3 separate regions of the Sus scrofa genome follow, and regions 2 and 3 are each linked to region 1. The links are chromatin contacts, called in public promoter capture Hi-C maps. All regions are on one chromosome and are shown on one strand. The core of a region is the stretch at or near the end of the contact, and the rest is flanking DNA. Distances in the headings are between cores, read along the strand shown. Region 1 holds the start of MAD2L1 (mitotic spindle assembly checkpoint protein MAD2A). Region 2 overlaps PDE5A (cGMP-specific 3',5'-cyclic phosphodiesterase). Region 3 overlaps PDE5A (cGMP-specific 3',5'-cyclic phosphodiesterase).

Evidence for each region. Promoter capture Hi-C pulls out the DNA fragments that hold promoters and counts their contacts.
Region 2: a promoter capture Hi-C map of fetal skeletal muscle shows a contact between it and region 1, with 2.7 times the contacts expected there. The contact joins the enhancer-like site here to the promoter of MAD2L1 in region 1. A contact is called at or near these places in 3 of 5 promoter capture datasets (fetal skeletal muscle and liver) and 6 of 47 Hi-C or Micro-C datasets (adipocytes, embryonic fibroblasts, fetal heart ventricle and 3 more).
Region 3: a promoter capture Hi-C map of liver shows a contact between it and region 1, with 5 times the contacts expected there. The contact joins the enhancer-like site here to the promoter of MAD2L1 in region 1. A contact is called at or near these places in 3 of 5 promoter capture datasets (fetal skeletal muscle and liver) and 6 of 47 Hi-C or Micro-C datasets (adipocytes, embryonic fibroblasts, fetal heart ventricle and 3 more).

Annotation. Positions count from the first base shown.
Region 1 is chr8:103,925,987-103,928,802 of Sscrofa11.1, reverse strand. MAD2L1 (mitotic spindle assembly checkpoint protein MAD2A) reads right to left here and starts at 1,445. Exons shown (of 5, transcript XM_003129223.4): 1 at 1,161-1,445; 2 at 261-407. The coding sequence starts at 1,233.
Region 2 is chr8:104,321,326-104,324,060 of Sscrofa11.1, reverse strand. All of the region lies in intron 3 of PDE5A (cGMP-specific 3',5'-cyclic phosphodiesterase), which reads right to left. Among named protein-coding and RNA genes, the nearest start is that of PDE5A, 52 kb to the right of the region's middle. Within about 2 kb of position 1,435, at least 3 of the 83 cell types and tissues checked have an H3K27ac peak or open chromatin away from gene starts, as enhancers often do. A contact at or near this core is called in fetal skeletal muscle, where this site is marked.
Region 3 is chr8:104,346,242-104,349,242 of Sscrofa11.1, reverse strand. It overlaps PDE5A (cGMP-specific 3',5'-cyclic phosphodiesterase), which reads right to left. Exons shown (of 22, transcript XM_021101648.1): 8 at 796-904. Among named protein-coding and RNA genes, the nearest start is that of PDE5A, 77 kb to the right of the region's middle. Within about 2 kb of position 1,577, at least 4 of the 83 cell types and tissues checked have an H3K27ac peak or open chromatin away from gene starts, as enhancers often do. A contact at or near this core is called in liver, where this site is marked.

The DNA.
Region 1 (2,816 bases), core at 196-2,695:
TCATTTCTAAAGGAGTTGATGGGAATTGTTTCATTAAGCCGTATCGCGTTCCTAACATGAAAATATTCAGCCCACTCAAAATGGGGTAAAGATGGGACTTCTTTTTGATTTATTTTCTTCCTCCCAGTTATTTCACTATATTTGAGATGGTAGTGTGTTTTACACCACCAGGTATACAGATGAAAAATGACCAGCAAGCTGCTAGAAAATGGATCCTAGAATGCTGGCAAAACTCAAAACTGTTTCCAACAATGAAATACCTTTTAGTTGTTCCACCACATTATTTAGGTATTTTATGAGCTCAGGATCAGTAGTTACAAGCAAGGTAAGTCCGTATTTCTGTACTCGAGTAAAGGTTTCAGATGGATATATGCCACGCTGATATAAAATGCTGTTGATGCCAAACGCTGAAAACAAAAGAAATGTTAAAAGTCATTTTCATTTTGTAATTCTGAGAAATAAAACATATTTAGTCATGTGGCTATGGTTTCATTAATGGTGTAAAGCTGTAAATGTTTAAACACGCGTTTGTGTTTTGCTCAAAGGTACAAAGTGAAATTAAAAAGCTTTAAAATTTTGCTTCTAAACAAAAAAGTGGTATCTGCATTTAAGTGGCAATAAAAGAAACATGGCAAACTGCATTTATCTACCAGTGCCAAATTTCATTTCATTGTAAAACAATTCTAAATTCAGACTTTATGGTTAGAGGATGTCAAAAGAAGCAACTGAGTCGTCCAACGCCCAGGCAATCCTCTCCTTTTTTTCCTCCTTTTCTTCTCACAAGTCCTGCCAGGTTCTATCAGAAGGTGCAACTGGCCTGGTCCAGAAGAACGCCTCCCCAAGTCTAGCCCATTACCGTCAATCCTGATTCACCTCGGGGTGGGTATGGGGTTTGCTCCCGGCTAAGCGGTTATATCGCCAGGCAGGCCTCAGCAGAACCTAGGCCGCCTCCTCCACCATTAGCAACGCATCCGGAAGAGGCGCCTGCATCCGCCTCTTCCAGATCCCTCCTGCCTGGCAGTACGCTGAGACTGAGAGGGCTCGGATTCGCGTCCGCTCTGACCCAATGGGTTCTCCCCGCCACCGTACCGAGCCGCGGGCCTACTTGGCGGCCTGGGCACAGTTCTCCCCGCTCTCCGGCCTGCGCGAGAAGGACTTACAGAAGAACTCCGCCACGATTTCGGCGCTCCCGCGCAGGGTAATGCCTTGCTCCCGGGAGAGCTGCAGCGCCATGGCCAGGCCCACGGATGAAGAGACGCGCTTTCACGCGGCAACCAGCCACACCAGTGACTTCCAGAGTAGTTCCCCGCCACCGGTTTCAAAAGTAACGACGCAGGACGCCGTCGACTCTTTCGCGCAGGCGCAACGAGCCTTTAGGCCCCGCCCTTACACCACGGGGTCTGGCTTGTTTTCTCCTTCCTCGCGTAGCCGCTCTTCGCGCCTGCGCAGTGGGTGGACGTGCTCACGCTGTTGAGTCGTTGCGTCGCGGTGGGTTCCTTGTGGAACTCCTGCGGTAGTTGGTTGGCTAGCTGGGGGCTTGCGGCAAAGACGGTATATCGCGGTTTTAGTGGCCGCGCCTTGAGTCTTCAGGCAGAAGGGGTAAGGAGCACAACTCCTGAGTTTGAAAGATATTTTGAAAATGCTCCGATCTGTCTGCTAGCTGTACCTTAAGTAGCCCCAGTGATTCTTAGTGGGCGGGCGGAACTCCTCAGATGCTTTGGGAGTTTCTAAAGCTACTGCGTGCGCACCACAGTTTTATTAGAGACCCTGATTACTTGTGGGCGCGCGGCTTTTCCTGAGAAATTGGTTTAGGGATTAAAGGGATGAACTGCGTCCATTCTTCTTTCCCTTGTCTGTTCTGGGCAAAGCTCACGTCTACTCCTCACCCCGACCCTCTGCTAGGCTCAGTCTGGGGGCAGCCTGAGGCTGTCTCTGATGGTCCAGCTTGCACTCTGCACCCCGCCATCCTTCGGCGACTGGTCAGGAGTAAGGTCACTTCACCAAAAAGGCCTTTCAACACTGAAGAACTTTTCCGTGAATTTTGAATTTTATTGTTAGGATGAGAAGTACTAAAGAGATAGCGCGCAACTAATGTGCATGTCAGTTGTTTTGAAACAAGTTTATTCTTAAAGTGGGTAGAAAAAATGTAAAATGAAATCTGAAAAACTTAACCACCTTACATAATGTTATTTAATTGTATGAAAAAATGCCTGAGTGTATTAGTTTTCTATTGCTGCATAATAAATTACCACAAATGAGTGGCTTAAAACAACACCCATTTATTATCAGTCCTTCAGTCAGGAGCATGGCGTGGCATAGGTGAGTTCTCTACTGTAGTCTTCACAAGTTTGAAATAAGGGTATTTGTCTGCAAGTGGGATCTTACCTAAAATCAGGGGTCCTCTTCTGAGGCCCTTGGTTCTTGGTAGACTTAATATCCTTGTTCTTGGACTGATGTCCTCACTGGCTTGCCAGCTGTTGGCAGAGGCCAGTCTTGTGCTTTTGCCAGGTAGCCCTTCCATAAATCTCAGGCTTCCAGTCTCTGACTTCTGGGAGGTCCCTTTTAAAGGCTCAAGTGATTAGGTCAGACCCAGTCAGATAATTTCCTCTTTGATGAACTTAATCCTCAAAGTGATAACTCCTAATAATCACTACTCTGGCCACACTAAAGTGGAGGGATTCTATAGGATAGGCTCCCTGGAGGCCACAAATTTTGAGGACGCCCTTAGAACTCTGCCTATTCAGTGTTATATATCAAAACTTGATCAGTTTAAAGACTGAAACAGGTATAATATGTAATAAGTTGATTTGATCCAA
Region 2 (2,735 bases), core at 186-2,685, 400 kb before region 1:
AAAGGGTGTAATGTCTATCCAAGGTAACATAAGACAGTGAAAGATGAGAGTTACCGTCGTGGCACAGAACGAATCCGACTAGAAACCATGAGGTTTCGGGTTCAGATCCCTGGCCTCGCTCAGTGGATTAAGGATCTGGCATTGCTGTGGCTGTGGTGTAGGCCAGCAGCAACAGCTCTGATTAGACCCCTAGCCTAGGAACCTCCATATGCCGCCAGTGCAGCCCTATAAAGACAAAGACCAAAAAAAAAAAAAAAAAGAAAGAAAGAAAAACAGGAGTTCCCGTCGTGGCACAGTGGTTAATGAATCCGACTAGGAACCATGAGGTTGCAGGTTTGATCCCTGCCCTTGCTCAGTGGGTTAAGGATCTGGCGTTGCCATGAGCTGTGGTGTAGGTCGCAGACGCAGCTCGGATCCTGCGTTGCTGTGGCTCTGGCGTAGGCTGGCGGCTACAGCTCCGATTAGATCCCTAGCCTGGGAACCTCCATATGCCGCGGGAGCGGCCCAAGAAATGGCAAAAAGACAAAAAAAAAAAAAAAAAAAAAAAAAAAAAAAAAAAAAAAAAAAAAAAAAGAAAAGAAAAGAAAAGAAAGAAAAACAACAAGACAGTGAAAGACTAAAGACTTTGATGTTCTGAATTTCAAGGATCTAAGCAAAACTAGCACCCCTGCCCTCTGTGTGTCGATAGAGTCTTTCCTTCTTCTACCATCTATTTGCTCCTTTAAACCAATCAATGTATTTTCTTCAAGTAATGAACTGCTAACCATAGGTTTTTAAATGTCAGTTTTCAAAGACAGCTTTTATGGCAAGCATTTGTCAGACCTCATATCTGAAAGACAAAGCCCCCCAAAATGTTAGCTTCCGTATCAGAAGCCCAATCACTTCTGCCTTCCTTCTGGCTACATGCAGGGACCCTCAGACACCAATGCTCTATGCTATTTTTTCTTTTAAAGCACAAAGAAACTTCCCTGTTTTCTGTTTCACTGGCACATTTCATAGCGTAAATGAATATTATGTCCTCACAAGGTCAAGTGTTCTTTTAGGAATGCAAAGGCCAAGACTTGACTTTCACTGGGTGAGCAGTGAGGAATGTGACAGCTGGTCGCTTCAGGGGCAAGTGATCATTGCCACAGTGAGCAGTTCCTTCTTCAATCAGCAGCTGCCCCGGACCCTTACTGAGGCCACACGTCAATCCCAATACATTTCCCTGTGTCTCATACCAGGGTATGATCAGCAGGGGGAAAAGGAACAGGATCCTCAAATCTTAACTACCCTCTCCCCCATACACAGAATGTCTCTATTACAATGACAGGATTCTAAAGCATCTATGATTTGAGCCGAAAACCTTACTTCACCAAGCAGATGAGAACTCACGTAGACAGGAGCCAGTGGAGAATTCTCCCCAGTGCTCCTGTCAAACTTTTCCTGAACTTGTTCATTCATTTGGTAACAAATACATTTTATTCAACAACTAATTAATGAGCACCTAGTACGTACCAGTCACTGTTCTAGACAATGAAGACAACACAGTAGTGAACAAGACAGATATAACTCCCTGTAACTCACAGAGCTGACATTCTAGTCAGTGTTGTGCTTGGAAGGGAATCCCACCCCCATCCTCTTGCCCACCCCTATTTCACAGACAAAATGAAATGGAGAGGGTTCACATGACCAATCTGGGCTTTTTCACCTCGCTTCCAAATCTTAGGCAATCAGCAAATTATGGTCATATTCCATGTGGTAGGCAAAATAATGGCCTCCAAAGATGTCTACATCTTAATCCCTGGAATCTATGATTATGCTGCCTAAATGACAAAACAAACCTGCAGATGTGACTGAGGACCTGGAGATGGGAGGATTATTCTGAATCATCTGGGTGGGCCCAATGTCATCACAAGAATCCTTATAATCGACAGTGGAAGATAAGAGAGTCAGAGTCAGAGATTTCAAAATGCACCTGCAGGTTGTGAAGATGAGGAAGCGGCCATAAGCCAAGTGATGTGAGCAGCCCACGGAAGCAGGAAAAGGTAAGAGTATAGATCCTTCCTTAGAGATTCCACTGAGAACTGTTTTGGACTCTGATCTCCAAAACTGTAATACATTTATTTGTGTTGTTTTGAGTCACTAAATTTCCAGTAGTTTTTAAGAGCAGCAATAAGAAACGAATACATTCCATTAGAATTACTCTCGCATGCTCCCGTTCCTTTTTCACTCTTCCTCATGCATATAGTATCTTGCGTTTCACCATCTAAATCCTTACTTTCTTTCAAAGCCCTGACACCTCATTGCTAATTGTTTTCTTGCCTTCAGTCCATCTGTGACACTTATACCAAATTTATCTTCTTGGAATACTGCTTTGCACATACAGATTATCTCATTACTCAAAGCTTTTAATGACTTCATCCATCCATCTACAGGATGAAAATTGAAGACTCAGATTCCATACACTCAATTTAAACTAAAATGACTTACATGAGTCTTTGAATTAAAATGCAACAATGACCTTTGTTCATGTCCTTCCTTGAAATATCACCTTCCGCTTTCTCCACTGAGGCTGAGTATCCAAAAAGCTTCTCTTCAAACTCCTCTGTAACTCTGTGTAGCAGCTGTGTATACCATACATCTGACAATGAGGTATTCTCATCTTTAACCTCATTTTCTACTCACATATTAAATCCCCAACTAGATTGTTTTCTAAGGACATGATTTATGTCTTATGCCTTACGGAAGCTTCA
Region 3 (3,001 bases), core at 328-2,827, 420 kb before region 1:
GCAATTAGTATTTATTAAAAATAATATATATATTCCTTTTTCATTTTAAACTTTCTAAGCAGCTTACAGTAATACTGAATAAAATATTTATTCAGTTTCTATCCTTGTGTAGCAGGTATCTCACATAACAAGTGGAGCAGAAGCCAAAGCATTATATCACCTAGGATACTACATGTTACAGATCTATCCTTCTATAGTTTAACACTGTATCAATTGTGCAGATTGCTAAAGTTTTACAAACGTCTCCTAGATACACAAGTAACAAATTCAAGGCAGCTGCCTCAAGGTGCAATGCTTTTCTGAAGTGAGATGAAAAAAAAATACTCGAATTCAAAGTTTTCAGTATCTGAGAAACTGATCTTTTTAGCTTTGTTCGCAAAAGAAAACAGATTTTCAATTTTCCACAGAGCTGTTCACCATGGCAGATTACCAATGACGGACATTCAAGCCACATGGAACTTAATTTTTGAAAATAAACTCAAAACTCTAGCAATGCTTATCTAAAGAATGTCATTGATATTCAGTAGGTAATAGTTAAATTACCTCAAAATTAGTTTATGACAATTCATTAATACATATTTTTAAAAGTATAGAGAAAAATACTAAAGTAGAGCTCATCACCTCTCAACAGATGTTATAAACTGTTTTATTCTCCCTCTTACCAGTAGGGAAAGCACAGATCACTCCCAAAGAGCCAACTCTACAGCCAGTCCTTCAGTTAAGAGTAATAATCATAAGTGCAGACCTGATGGGAAAACAGTTTTCAAGCCTTAAGTCTAAAATTGGGTTACTTACTGTCCAGGGAAATCTTTTATCCTTACTGACGTCCGGGATATTCAGTGGTTCCATAGTATTTTTGACATACTGAGCATACATGTAATTGATTCTGTTTGTATCACGATCCCTGTAGAAATAACAGAGATGAGTTCTTTCCGCGCCGTGAAGAAACATAGGCAAAACAGAGTCACATAGATGATTACAAGAGAAAAATATCAGTCTGAAATTAGAGCACAAGATGTACATCTTAATTGGAATATGCAGGTTTAAACATATTCGATGATTTGCAACTTTGGTAGTTACTGTTGTTGAAGTTTTTTGAAAAAAGAAAAAGGACCCACAATACTTCAACTGTCTAAAACAAGTTTTAAAATGTCATAGTATTTTATTACCACTGTTAATGGGTATGTTGATTTTTATAACATATAATGTAAAACGCATATGAATTTTCCCCATGTCTTATTTTCTCATCAGATTGTAGAACGACTAGTCTAGTGCTTATTTTACTTCCTCAATTATTTACTTAATCTGTTCATTCCAATAGAACAATATTTTACATATTTCAGACCAAAGGAAAAATTGAGCAGGCTTAGAATAATTTTATTAAGCTCTTTTCTCTTCTTTTTTCTGCTTTGAGGTCCTTTATGCCACTTTGTTAAATTAAAACGTTTCTGAATTCACACTGTTTTCCCAGCTTTTTCTCTAGTTTCTTGCTTAATAGGTTGAACATAAAACATTAACCCGAGGTCAGAGGGTTCATAAGTGCAATGCCAGTGCTGGTGTCGGGAAAACAGAACAGAGCATGTCTTTCCCTCAGGAACTGTCCTGTGTTCCCTGGTGATGGGGATGAATTCAGCAGAGGGTCAGGTTATGGAAATTTACTCCAGCTTTAAGGATATGCCTATTAACTGTAAGATCATGAACTGAAAAACAGGAAAGTCTAATAGCGGGAGACATTTCAAAGTAAAATATGTGCCTCAGGAAAAACATCCACTGTTCTGAGTTCTCAAAGTTCCAGTCTTTTCCTACCTTCCATCCCTCTCTCCCTATGTGCCTGAATTGCTTCCAGGACAGTGGTTTCAAATGAGCACGAGTGACTCCACAAAGACTCCTGAAGTTGTGGCCTCATTCCTGGCCAAGATATTTTAGTCTCCTTTTTTTGCTGTATATTTTAGATGAAGACGAATTTGGTCAAATCAGGTACTAACTATATATCCAGTGTTTTATATATATATATATGAAAAAAGAATGGAAGGGACATGACAATAGTAGCAGGAAGAGATGAACTTCAGACTGAACATTTACTGAGCCTCAAATGATAATCTGTGAAGGCCTGCAGAATGTCATACTAATCAGACCTAGGATACTCCTGGATTCCGACTTCATACATATTATCTTGGTGGAATCTTAGGAAAAGATTTTACGTGCAGGATTTAGGTTAACGAAACTACTTTAAAACCACAAATATTTCATGGACAGCAAAAGTTTCAAGAAGAGAAAATAAGCTATAGTGAAGATAAGAAAAATGAAAAGGTAGTTATGAAGGGAAAGAAGTACACTGGCAAACATACCTTTGTCCAAATCTCTTTTAAAGTGATGTTGATAATGATAGTAATAACAAAAACAACTTATTATTCTTATCATCATCATTATGCCAACAATGGGAGTCAGACGAAATCCAGGTAAGCAATTGGCAGAGATTACAAATTCAGACTCAAAGGTACTGACACAGAGAAGCAGAAGTATTTAAATTACTTTTTAAATCAATAGAAACCTAATTCTCTTTTAAAAATGATTTCTATTTTTTCCATCATAGCTGGTTTACAGTGTTCTGTCAGTTTTCTACTGTACAGCAAGGTGACCCAGTCACACATACATATATACATTCTTTTTCTCACTTTATCACGAAACCTAATTCTTTTCTTCAATTTCTTGAAAATTTTGTTTTCTTGATGGTTAGGAAAAATTAGCATTAGGTTTATTAAGGTTATGTAATGCCATCTTATTTCTTACTCTGTAAATAAAAATCACTGATAAGTTCTTAGCTCCTGCCTTTGGTAACAAAAGACAGAGCACCTGTTCGAGGAGCACACCCTTAGCATCACAGGGAGACAAACCTCCACAAACAAAACTTAAGGCACTTACAACCCAGTAGGAGACTGTGACACAGAATGAATAATAATACAGAGTCTGGCTGCCCATCCTCTTGGAACAGCATCTGGCA